Regions from separate parts of the Rattus norvegicus genome. Here region 2 is linked to region 1. Evidence: chromatin contacts called from public Hi-C data. All regions are on one chromosome and are shown on one strand. The core of a region is the stretch at or near the end of the contact, and the rest is flanking DNA. Distances in the headings are between cores, read along the strand shown. Region 1 has its middle 440 kb from the start of Ofcc1. Region 2 has its middle 470 kb from the start of Ofcc1.

What was found. A called contact is a pair of places that touch in the nucleus more often than the background predicts.
Region 2: a Hi-C map of Schwann cells shows a contact between it and region 1, with 2.4 times the contacts expected there. The contact joins two enhancer-like sites. A contact is called at or near these places in 4 of 12 Hi-C or Micro-C datasets (the Rat2 cell line, Schwann cells, hepatocytes and 1 more).

Annotation. Positions count from the first base shown.
Region 1 is chr17:25,149,161-25,155,530 of GRCr8, reverse strand. No RefSeq gene overlaps it. Among named protein-coding and RNA genes, the nearest start is that of Ofcc1, 440 kb to the right of the region's middle. Within about 2 kb of position 5,085, at least 1 of the 93 cell types and tissues checked has an H3K27ac peak or open chromatin away from gene starts, as enhancers often do. A contact at or near this core is called in Schwann cells, where this site is marked.
Region 2 is chr17:25,180,778-25,186,740 of GRCr8, reverse strand. No RefSeq gene overlaps it. Among named protein-coding and RNA genes, the nearest start is that of Ofcc1, 470 kb to the right of the region's middle. Within about 2 kb of position 2,735, at least 1 of the 93 cell types and tissues checked has an H3K27ac peak or open chromatin away from gene starts, as enhancers often do. A contact at or near this core is called in Schwann cells, where this site is marked.

The DNA.
Region 1 (6,370 bases), core at 3,836-6,335:
TCTAATTATGTATACATATATAATGGTAAATGAAAAAGCTTAATTTTAAATATAGTTTACAGGGCAACAGAAATGGTTGGTCTTCCAGAGGACCCAGAGTCACATATAAACCAAACCATAATAAGAAATTGAAATGACTTCATGATTTCCATGTTTCAGTAGGAAACTGGGGAATTATCTGTTGGAACAAGTAGCGGCATGGAAATTTAAAAAAGAAATTGTCACTTTGAGTTTGCTGACTTGCTTTTCCTCCCTTCCTCCCTCCCTCTCTCCCTTCCTCCTTCTCTCCTTCCCTCTGCCCCTCCCTCCTCACCTCCCTCCCTCCCTCCCTCCCTTCCTCCCTCCCTTCCTTCCTTCTTTTCTCTGGTTGGTTTGTTCTGTCTGGGTTTTGCCTGGTCTCAACTTCTTAACTTCTCAAGTTTGAGTACTATCTATGTTCTAAAGAACCCTTCTCCTTCTCTGTCTACTCTTTGTCATGGATTATGGTCCTTTGACGCCTGGTGTCCTGGGCCTCCTGACTCTCAGTGATGTTCTTCCAGGCACTGATTGGCTGTCCTTACACTGAGGCTCTCTGACTTCCCATCACATCCTCTCCTGGCCCCTGTGCTAAGAACATAATATAGGAGGAAGAATGAAGCAGTGAAGAATAGTGGCCTGCCTGAACCAACTTCCATTTTCATTCAGATGCTCTTAAGTACCACATGATTTGACAGCTGTTCGGTATCTTCATGCTTGTCACCTGGCTTTAGTAATCGATCTGTTACTAACTTCATTACTATACTCTAAGGCAAACATTTTAAAGACATCATATATGATGTTTAGTTATTAAAAGGGAATAGTTACTATACATATTTCATATATATGGCTGTAGTAAAATAAACGTGTCTCAGAACTATATATTTCTGCGTCCATGTTCGCATTTCATAGCTTATTATAAGATCCTAGATCAATATTTTTTAAGATTTGAGACAGCGTCTCATACGCCTCAGCCTAGCCTCAGTGTCACTATTTATCTGATAAGAAGCTTGAATATCTGATCCTCCTGTCCATATATCCTGAGGACTGGGACTCTAGGGTGAATGTGATGTTTACATGGTGCTGGGCATCAAACCCAGGGCTTAATCTGGATGATAGATAAGCACTTAACCATTATATCTTCAAACTTAATTGTTTTCTTTAACTTATAAAATGAGAATAATCAAGATTCTCACCAAATGACTGTAAAGTATATGTGTGAAAAGGCATAAAATAAGCTAGTGCTATCTATCAGTGCCATTTGGCATATGGCATGGCAGGTGACATTACTCTGACTGTACACAGCCATCGCAGGCCATCTTACCACTGATGTGTGATGTGAGAAAGATAGCGTCATGGATGGGTTTGTCTATCGCCATCCGTATTTGTATCCATATCTACATCTATCCTTAATCTACGTGTGTATGTGTGTGTATACGTGAATGTGGGGAGAATACATATAATATACATTCTTAAAATATTCGTTTATAAAATCCCTTATCATTATACCTCAAATGGGATCTCATTTTATTTTTAAACCACTCATTGAATAATCTACCTTAAAACCATATTTTAGTTAAATTGTTATAGAACTATTAATATTATAATCACATTGTCTTCACAGAATATCTTTAAATGATCATTCATAAACCACACTTCGAATTAGAGGTAAACTTTGGAAGACAGGGACATTAGAGAATAAGTTCTGAAGGACTTTGTTCGATAATGATATTATTTGGAATGTCTTTAATTAATCTAGAAAGAACCAAAAATACATTTTAAGATATTGTTATACACTAGTGTAGCTAACATCAAGAAAGGTGTTACCTTTTCCTTTTCTTTTTTTTTTTTCTTTTTCTTTTTTTCGGAGCTGGGGACCAAACCCAGGGCCTTGCGCTTGCTAGGCAAGCGCTCTACCTCTGAGCTAAATCCCCAACCCCCCTTTTTCTTGTAGAAAATTCACATAGAATTTTCAGAAATTAGAAGAGAATGGGAAAAAAGGTTACTGGAGTTTTGTTGATAGAAAATTTTAACGTGGAGCATGAAGCTAATTCATCACGGACTGTGTGAAATGAGACGTCTTCTTGCTAGACCCGGGGAAGAACTGTATTCTTCTAATTGTGTTAGAACTTGTTCCTCAGAAGTTATTCTATATAGTCTCTCAGAGAGAACACAGCTTTGACAAGGTATCGCCCAGAGAATTGTGGGAATCTTAGAAATGGCAAACTAGAAGTCAGTCTGTTATATCAGCATAGGACAGAAGGCGAACACTATCATGTCTGCATAAGGATATTAAATAAGGCCCCAAACATCGAAAGTCTGTCTGTGCACCCAATGTGCTAATTTACTTTCTATGAGCAGAAGCCGAGTGCTGCTGTATGCCTTCGTCCCGCAATCAGAATATAGGAAGCGGTGTTCTCAACTTATCCCTCATGGAGTTTCTGAACCTCGCTTTCTTTGTAGTTGTTTTTGTTTGTAGAACATAAAATGAATGCAGGTATCAGTGTGGAACTAAGATAACTTTAAATTTTGCTTTGTTAGCTGTTAATATGCACAATTTGAAATATAATAAGCCTAAGAATAAATAATGATGTATAATAAATGATAATAAATATATATATTATATTTTTATAAAATGTAACTGTTCCCAGATTATGTTATCTTCTGCTGCCAACATCTTGGCTAGTACCCAGGTCTTTCAAAACACAGATAAAATAAATACTGCACAGACACGGTTTTATTTGTTTGCTTGGGTTTTTTGGTGTTTTGTTTTTTACTTCAAGATTTCATTTCTTGATTTTAAATATTAAAATAGGATCACAACACATGTCTAACACTGGCTTACACAAAGTGATACAACTTATACTACTAAGGGAAAATACTTCAACCACTAGAAGTTGGGGTAAGCTTTTAAATGCGTGTATTAGGGGGTTGGGGATTTAGCTCAGTGGTAGAGCGCTTGCCTAGCAAGCACAAGGCCCTGGGTTCGGTCCCCAGCTCCGAAAAAAGAAAAAAAAAAAAAGAAAAAAATGTGTGTATTAAATGCCCTTCTTGTCTGGTGTCTTACCTGGAGAATTTCTGAAAACTGTGGACTGAAATTGAGTACTACCATAAAGGAAGAATTACAGTAAGCTCTTTATTTGTATATGTGCATATATGTTTGTGTGTGTGTGTGTGTGTGTGTGTGAGAGAGAGAGAGAGAGAGAGAGAGAGAGAGAGAGAGAGAGAGGAGGAGAGAGAAAGAGAGAGAGAAGGAGAGAGAAAGAGACAGACAGAGAGAGAGAGAGAAGGAGAGAGAAAGAGAGAGAGAATGGGGAAAGAGAGACAGAGAGACAGAGACAAGGTGGGGGTATGTGTGATATATGTGCATGCGTGGTGAGTACTCACATGTGTGCACCTGTATGAACACACACCTCTGGATCCCAGAAGAGGGCATTGTGGATCCTTCTTTCTCAGTATTCCTCCTCCTTTGGAGCAGTGTCTTTCCATGAACTGAAGTTCACATTTTCCCAAGAGGCTTGCAGTCAACAATCCCAGCAGTCCTACTGTCTCTGTCCCCCAACACAAAACCAAGATAGTAGGCCCCCTTGAGACCACACCGGATATGTTATGTCAGTGTTGCGAGCTGAACTGAAGTCCTCAGGGTCGTGCACCATGTACTCCCTTTCAAAATTTTATTTTACTGATTTTTAAATTGAAAATAGATTGTTTTATCATACAATATATATTTTTTATAGTTTCCCCTCCCTTTACTCCTCCTAGTTCTTTCCCACCTCCCGTCTGGGATCCATTCCCTTTCTGTCTCTCATTATAAATGAATAAACTTCTACGATATAAGACCATGCACAATAACATAAATTACCCATTATATTGAGGCTGGGCCAGACAACCCAACAGAAGGAAAAAAGCTATAAGAGTAAGCTCAAGAATCAGAGATCTTCTCCTTCACAGACTCAGGAGTCCTGTAAAAATACTGTAAAAAAAGCTATAATATATATTCAGAGGTCCTGGTGCAGACCCACGTCAGCCCCATGCTTGCTTGTAATTAATGTGTAGCATTCCTACTTGTTTAAACTATACCTTAATTTCAAGTTTCTGGTTGTCAAAATGGCCTTTAGTTTGCATTCCTGATGCTATAATTCACCAAGATACTTTCTTTTTAGTAGTTATCCACACTGAAACACTTTTTGCAGATAGCGTTGTCATTATACAACGAATAATGTCCAGAGAAAATGTGTTCTAAATACACAGATGATCGACACGTTTCCACTTTTCTTTTACATCAAGGATGTTTTTTACAAGGATGTTTTCCAAGTCAGATATCTGAATTTTTAGGAAAATGGGCTTTTCGGGACCATTGGAAGCAGTTTCCGTTTGCTTGTTTTGGTCACAACTCAAGCTGCAATGAACCTTGTAACTTTGGCGCCATTTCCATAAACCAATTAACTATGGGTGTTTATCTGTTCTCCAGAACGAGCATGGCTGTAGAGGTGGGTGAAGAGGCACCTACATAGAGATGGACGAGAGCTGGGTTAACAGGCAGACAGATTTGTAGGCACAGACCCACCCACTCTCACCCATAATGAGCAGAAACCGGCAGATTTAATTCATGTGTTGTGGGCTTTTTGTCTCCTGCACCACAAAAGGGAATACAGGACCCTGTTAGGGGAGGGTTAGATTAGTCCTACACGGTCAAAGGAAACAATGCTGACATGTTACTTGATCAGAAAGATGTTTTCACACTGTTTCTCTTAGGTAGTCCCTGGGGACAACTCTCTTTTGCTCTCCTCCTCTGTCTGTCTGTCTGTCTCTTTTTTTTAATTACCAAGCATGACATTCATGGTTATTTCTTCTTTCCACCCAGTTGACTACAAAGGGGGCCAGTTCTTGGGCCCCTTGTTGGTCAGGCCTGGGGGAGGGAGTGACAGAAGGCTGGCCTTATTTACCTTAGCGGCTTCCCGTGTAATCTGGTTAATCGTGTGGCTAATGGGAGGACTCCACGGATCCCCACACACTGCGCGCCACAATGAGGACTCATTCATATGTAATACAATAGAGTGTTTAAGTCATTCCACGCTTTGTGGAAAAGATTGGCTTTCTTTGTGTGCCTGCTCCCCAGAAGCCTTTGCCCCCTCCTCCTCTTTCAAACGGGCATATGTTACAGCTCCTGCCTACTGCAGCTGGACAAGGAAAAGGCAGGCTTCTTTCTTTTCTCTCTCTCTCTCTCTTTTTTTCCCAGTCAATGAATTGATTACTTCGTGTGAAATGGGGCTCCCACCCCTGGCTGACGGATGCACAGATTAGCCTTTTGGTCTTCTAATATTTCACATCCAGACACTCGAAGAGGAGGCGGAACTCCTGGTCCTCAAGTTGTCTATTGTGAGCTCAACAATCTGTTGAGTACAAAAGAAAAATAAATAAATCAAAGCAGGTGAAGTGTTGGGCTGGCTCTTTTAATAGCATCTGCCCATGATGCTCCTTAAACCAGGACCGGGGAGAAAACAAAGAGACTTCGGGGAGGTGGGAAATAGACAGCTACTTAGTAAGACAAAAGTTTAAAGACATCTGAGCTGAAAGAGTAATTTCATCATCACACTACTCACTAGCTCTTGGATTTGAATTTAGAGGTGATAAGGTCTAATTAGTCCTAATGGACTAGTTAATGGGTTCCTGGGCTTATCCACACCCCATAGGATGAACGGCAATTGTTGAAAATGGACTTTGGGATTCTGAATGTTTTTAGTTCTTCTATCTATCTATCTATCTATCTATCTATCTATCTATCTATCTATCCATCCATCTATTATCTATCTATCTATCTATCTATCTATCTATCTATCTATCTATCATCTATCCATCCATCCATCCATCCACCCATCCATCTATCCATCTATCCCTCTATCTCTCTATTTAATGTTTAGTTGCAGTTTTAAAAGACCTGAAATCTGGCGTCTCACTACCTCTGCCCTCGACTTTGTACAAGTGGATTTATTGTCAGCCAGTCACTTCTGCAGCAAGATGCTGCGTCAGAAAGGTGAGTTATGACTCTTTTCCAGGTGGTCGGAGAATTTCACTGTCATTTGAATGACTGAGATGGACTTTCGAACGTAAACGTGGCGATTAATCTCTTTCCTGCCAAATGCGGCGAAATCACCAGTCACAGGGTTCCAGAGTCTTTGCTAAACTGTGGTGTATCACAGGTCCTCTGGTTACACGGGCTCACTCACACTGCAAAGTTTCTGAAGCAAGCTTGTGATGACATGTGCTTCTGTTTAGCGCAACCAGCAAAAACTGGAGGCTGATGAGCTGGTATTTACAACAGCAGTGGGTAAGATTCTTCTAAACAAGTGGATTC
Region 2 (5,963 bases), core at 1,486-3,985, 34 kb before region 1:
GTGTGGGGTAAGGGCAGAATTTCAATATAGGTTCATCTTATAAATAAATAAATAAATAAATAAATAAATAAATAAATAAATAAATAAATAATAGCATGTACAACTACATTAGTCTTTCCAGTGGACCAACTTTCAAAAATTTTAAGCACAATTGAGCTGCCTTGCCACGCGCTTGCTGGATGGGATGTTTTCTTATTTTGAGAATGGCTGACCATTTAGATGTAGTTTAGTCACACACCTCTCATTAACTCAGTCGCATTTCCCCCGACATACCTATTAAGTCCTAAGGTTGACACCAAAATATCTCGGCGATTGCTGGCAAGTAAGCGCTGTGCTCTGACCAATCAAGTTCATTCAGCAGATTCCCCCACCTACTCTCAAGGGAGATGGGGATAAGGTTCCTTCAAGGTTGCTGGTATTTACTGTTTTCCATTGTGTACCACTGCACACTTGTGCAAGCTAACGGCCACTTTCTAGACAGCACCTCTGGCTTGCTCTATATTAATAGAATATTGATACAGCAAAAAATGCTGTTGTGGGATTTATCATTTGGTAAATCCTCCACCGTCTGCAGTTTTACAGAGCCATTTAATTAGCGATTTTACAACCTCCTCTCTTCTCATTAAATTAATTAATAATTAAGTTCAAATATAGGCATCTTTAATGTCATAATTATATTTCAGTTTTATGGTCACTGGAGTTTAGCTCATTAGGGGAGGCACTCATAAACCACAGCCCTGTTTAGTGGCTGAAGCATATCCAGGCCACCAGGCTGATTCTAGTTGATATTTTAATTTCTCTGCTTCTTGAGGGGCATGGCTGGGTTGTGGAGAGAAAATTCAGTCTTTGTCCTCTGTGAACATAAACTAACAACGACAGCAGCAACACCAACAGATGCAATCTACAGTACGTAGCCTCTGATCCTTCGAGTCTGGCTGACTTTTATGTCTCCCTTGACTACTTTTGTAACATCAGTCCTTACAGTGTATTCTGATTGGATCAGATGTTTGCACCTTTGTGCTGCCGTTAAGCTCAGAGTAGCCAGATCCAGGACTTGTGAATGATGCCTTCTGATTGCCATCATGATTTACGGAGTCGGTAATGGCCTTTCACACAATATGGCAGGCTGTACATTCCTTTAGACAGAGTGGATTTATTTCAGCCATTAGCACTGATTAAACCAGCTTAGTTGAAGAGGCAAAACAAAACTTGTCTTTGAAATTGTTCTTATTTAATTTTGTTCGCCCTCACATAACCCAGGACAGTGCTAATTATTCCTTGATGGAGCTCATATTTCTAATGTAATTCATATGTAAATTCTAATTTCCTTCATCTGGGAATGTTTGTGTTCCTTGTCTCCTTTCAGGCAGGAACACAAACAGAGAATTAAAACTGTTTAGAAATGGAAACTTCATGTTGCGTTTTTCTGGCCTGGCTTAGATTTGCTTCGCTTTCTTGCTCCTAGGTTAGAGCTTAATGATGTTGCAAGGTTAAGATCCAAGACTAGAGTTTGAAGAAGAAAAAAAAAGCTTAATGCTTTAAAAGAATTTGATTTTCAGAGGTGTGAGTTGCATCTAGCAGAAGTTTGACCATCTAAACATTACCTCAGGTTTGCTTGGAAAAAAAATGATTGTAGCAACCTTCTTGGGCATAGTGGTTAATGATTCTAATTCTGGCACTCAGAGCATTGAGACAGGAGCATTAGCACAAGTTAAAAGCCAATCTGCCTACAAAGACAATGCTATGCTAGCCAGGGCAGCATAGCAATGTCTTACCAGATAGATAGGTAGATAGATAGATAGATAGATAGATAGATAGATAGATAGATAGATAGATAGATAGATAGGTAGGTAGGTAGGTAGATAGATAGATAGATAGATAGATAGATAGATAGATAGATCTTTAAAAAACAGAAAACAAAAAACAAAACAAAACAAAAAATCCCCAAAAAACAAGCATTAGGCTGGAGAGATGGCTCAGCAGTTAAGAGTATGGACTGCTCTTCCAGAGGTCCTGAATTCAGTTCCCAGCAACATGATGGCTCAGAAACATCTATAATGGGATCCGATGCCCTCTTCTGGTGTGTCTGAAGACAGCTACAGTGTCCTCATATATGTAAAATAAATGAATGATTCTTTAAAAGAAACAAACAAACAAACAAACTGGGCATCACAATCTAGGTAGATTTTTATCATGGGAAGAGAGTAACAATCATTTCATTTAGCTTCGTGGATGATTCAGGTGGTCACGAAGACAGGAAGACGAAGAACAGATCTCAGATTCAAAATTTTTCTCCTTCAAAGGAAACGTGAGCAGCTGGCTTTGTTAATGACGTCTTTGAAGACTCATGACCCAAACCACACAATGAACAAAATAACTCAAAAGTGGCTCACACTGCTTGATGCAAGTCAAGATTATCCGCTTGATACAAGGTCTAGAAAAGTAAAATGAATAAACAAACAAACAAAATAAAATAAAACAAAACAACCAAGCAGACAGAACACTGGAGAACATCCCAGCTAAAATCCATAGTACAGTAGCTGCTGGGTGTACAGTAAGGAGAAGGGACACAGGTGACAGACACTACCTAAGTGGGCAGCTACACTCCAGAAAGGACAGGAAATGGCAGTAGAGCTCAGAACTAGGCCGGGGAGTGTGGAATCATGTTTTCTGTGCTCCAGGGGCATCCCAAAGGCGACATTTCAAAGGCCCTTTGGCACTTTGCCAAGCAGGCTTTTGCTCTACTCAGAGAGAATGCGTGGCCTGTGCTGCGTGTGTGGGTGGGTGCAAGTGTGTGTGTTGCGTTTTCCTTCTCTGTGAGATTGAATGATATTCGCATGCTGGGTTTCAGTTAGAATTATCATGCCATACAGAAGGGTAGCTTCCCCTACAGTTAAGGGGAAAACTCTCAGATGGGAACCAAACATAACAATGAAGCAAATCAAATCTCAAGAAGCTCTACCGTCTGCTTCAATCGTGGCCCCCGGATATTCTGTTACGAGAAAGAAGTTAGCACTTAGGCTGTGCACTCCTTCTTGCTACCCACCCATTAGATATGGCTCCCATTAGATATGGCTCTGAGAGAGAGATTTCTCATAAAGCCAAGGTAGCTATGTGGTCTCAGATAAATAAGAATTACAAACTGTCACAGGTCACAGGCAAAGGGTGCCTTGATTCCACTCGCTATCCGATCGTATTTGAGCTGCAGTCAGAATCAGAAAGGACCCTTTTCAGTCGAATCACCCTCACATAGACTGACTTTGTAATATCTAGGACATAATTACATTTGCATTAAATATGCACACGCATACGCACACATCATGCCAACATTACAGCTGTCCGAAACTATTTTCAATAATTGATTTGCCATTTAATTGAACAGCATGACTGACTAGCATAGCTCATTACTTTACTCATTAGTTAATTATCGAAGAAAGTAGGACAAGTCAATAAAATGAAGGCTGTAAATTCCAATACTAATTAGCACCATTTCCTTAGAGACACATTTAAGGCCAGATTGGCCACCTGAATGTCCTAAGACCTTGCAGATGAAGGAGAAGGATAGACACACCGCAAAGGAGATGGAAAGGCAGTTGTGTAGACAGCAAGTAGATCGGGGCGGTTCCTAATAACTCTTATCTGCACAACTGAGGAAGAAATGACTTGAAGAGAGAGGAAGAGCCTTCATGTAGCATTAACCGCCCCCCCACAAAGACTCGAAAAAGACTCATAAAACAAAGTTACTTTCATTGTCTTTTGTTTTCCAAGAAAGTTTCTGTCTACTGTTTGTAATCCTGCATATGGACATTGTCCTGTTGAATGATATTTATAGAGAGATTTATTGCGAGTGGATTCTATCCAAGAGAAGGCATTTTGACTTGGAAGAAAAATATACATGTTAACGCAGTTCACACTACCCTCATGTGAGCAAGAGTCATTTCTGCATAGTTTTAATCTAATGTGGGGTATGTCTATATGTGTGCTCATAGCACACAGGCATCCTTTTGGAGGGCTGTCTAACTTTTTCCTACATAAAAGAGGATTCAAAGCTCTCTGTGCTACGACTGGTTATTTCTCCTTTGAAAAGTTATCTCCCATCTGTTGGAACTCAGGAGTTCCTCATTAATATAGCAGGTAGAGAAACACCTGCAGTTGAGGCATTGGAGAAAAACAGAACATGATTTGTTCTTGGATAGTGTCTGCCAGAGTCTGTCAGAACTCTAATCTGGATAAAATTCCCAGTCTTTCTGCCTCTACAAAGGCTATCAGGAAGTCCTGCCTAACAGCCATGATACAAATGATTTAGACACAAAATTATTCCAGCCGTAGACGTGGGCTACTTGCTGACTTGTTTGTTTGTTTGTTTAATGATCATAGGTTGGGTGATCACCAAAATAAGCCTGCCGTGAACCAAGCAGAAGGTGAGCTGGGCTAGGTCAGGAAGGCTGCTGAAGATTTCTGATGAGAGATGGACAATTAATCTTGCATTAACCTTGATCACTTTGGCTTGCAGCCTCTCCAAGGTTGATCATTTCCTTCATGCTGTGGTGTGGCCAGACTTAACGGAATGTTCATTTTCCTTCTGATTTTGTACTTAATTAAATGAAGCTCCCAAAAAGAAACTCCAGCATTTGTACAGCAATCTCCTGAGGTATGATTAAATATGTGCTCACGGTAGATGTTGCTTTAAAATGAATAAATAAATAAAGGATGGGTGATAGAGAGATGGTGCAGTGGTTAAGAGTAAATTCTCGGGGTTGGGGATTTAGCTCAGTGGTAGAGCGCTTGCCTAGGAAGCGCAAGGCCCTGGGTTCGGTCCCCAGCTCCGGAAAAAAGAACCAAAAAAAAAAAAAAAAAAAAAAGAGTACATTCTCTGCAAAACACCAGGATTCAGTTCCTAGCATCTATGTCAGGTGGCTCACAACCCTCTGTAACTCTCAAGGAGCCAGTGGCCTCCATGGGTAGCAGACAGGCACATGGTACACAGACATTCATGCAGACAAAACACTCATGCATGTAAAATTAGCATAAACATATCTTTTGAAAAATAAAAATCAAGAATTAAACAGAGCAGACACATTTGCAGTTTATTGTACACATGTAGCTAGTTAAAGCCAAAACTGTTTGAATTTTATATTCAACTACGTAACAATTCTCAGTATTCTCTCTGCAGTCATACATGCTATGGTCATAACATACAGAGAAGGACATCTAAGATTGCCCGGTCAAACTCTTCCAATTCATAAAAGAAAATAAGGAGTAGCTATAAAGAAGAAGTGCCTGTTTAAGCTGGGTTTCAGGACACAGAATATAACCATGGACATGTAGAAAGAGGGAGATTGAGAGAGAGAGAGAGAGAGACAGAGACAGAGAGAGAGACAGAGACAGACACAGAGACAGAGACAGAGACAGAGACAGAGAGAGACAGAGAATCAAGGCTAATAATGGATCAGGATTATCTAAAAATTCCACCTGGATCTGCAGCCCAGGAATTGGCTGTTCCCCCAGACTTTTGGGTGCATTAGAACAAGCCACCTCCTGCTTGGGCATCTGCCTTGTAGGTTGCTCTTCAAGTCAACAGAGAATAGTAAGCACCACAATCCATTAGCCAACTTTTCTCTCAGAGAGCATCAGGTCAATATGGAAGTCTGCACTCCAGAAGATTTTATCAGGTCTTTTCTCCCAGATCTAGAAAGCTGTCTCTGCCTCGTAGTTGTCTCTGTTTCCTGAATTTCTAGCATGGCATCTAGTATGTATGGAGTGTAACAGTGAGCTTGGCCAACACTGAGGGAGTGAACAAGTGAGGAAGCACATGAAATGTGCACCACGTTCACCTATGACACCTGCAAAGAATAACAACTAAAAAAGCTCAAAGGAGCAAAATGAAAACAAAATATTTTGAAAACTTTTGCTGTTCTTTTTATTTTATTTTTATTAATCATTTTATTCATTTATATTTCAAA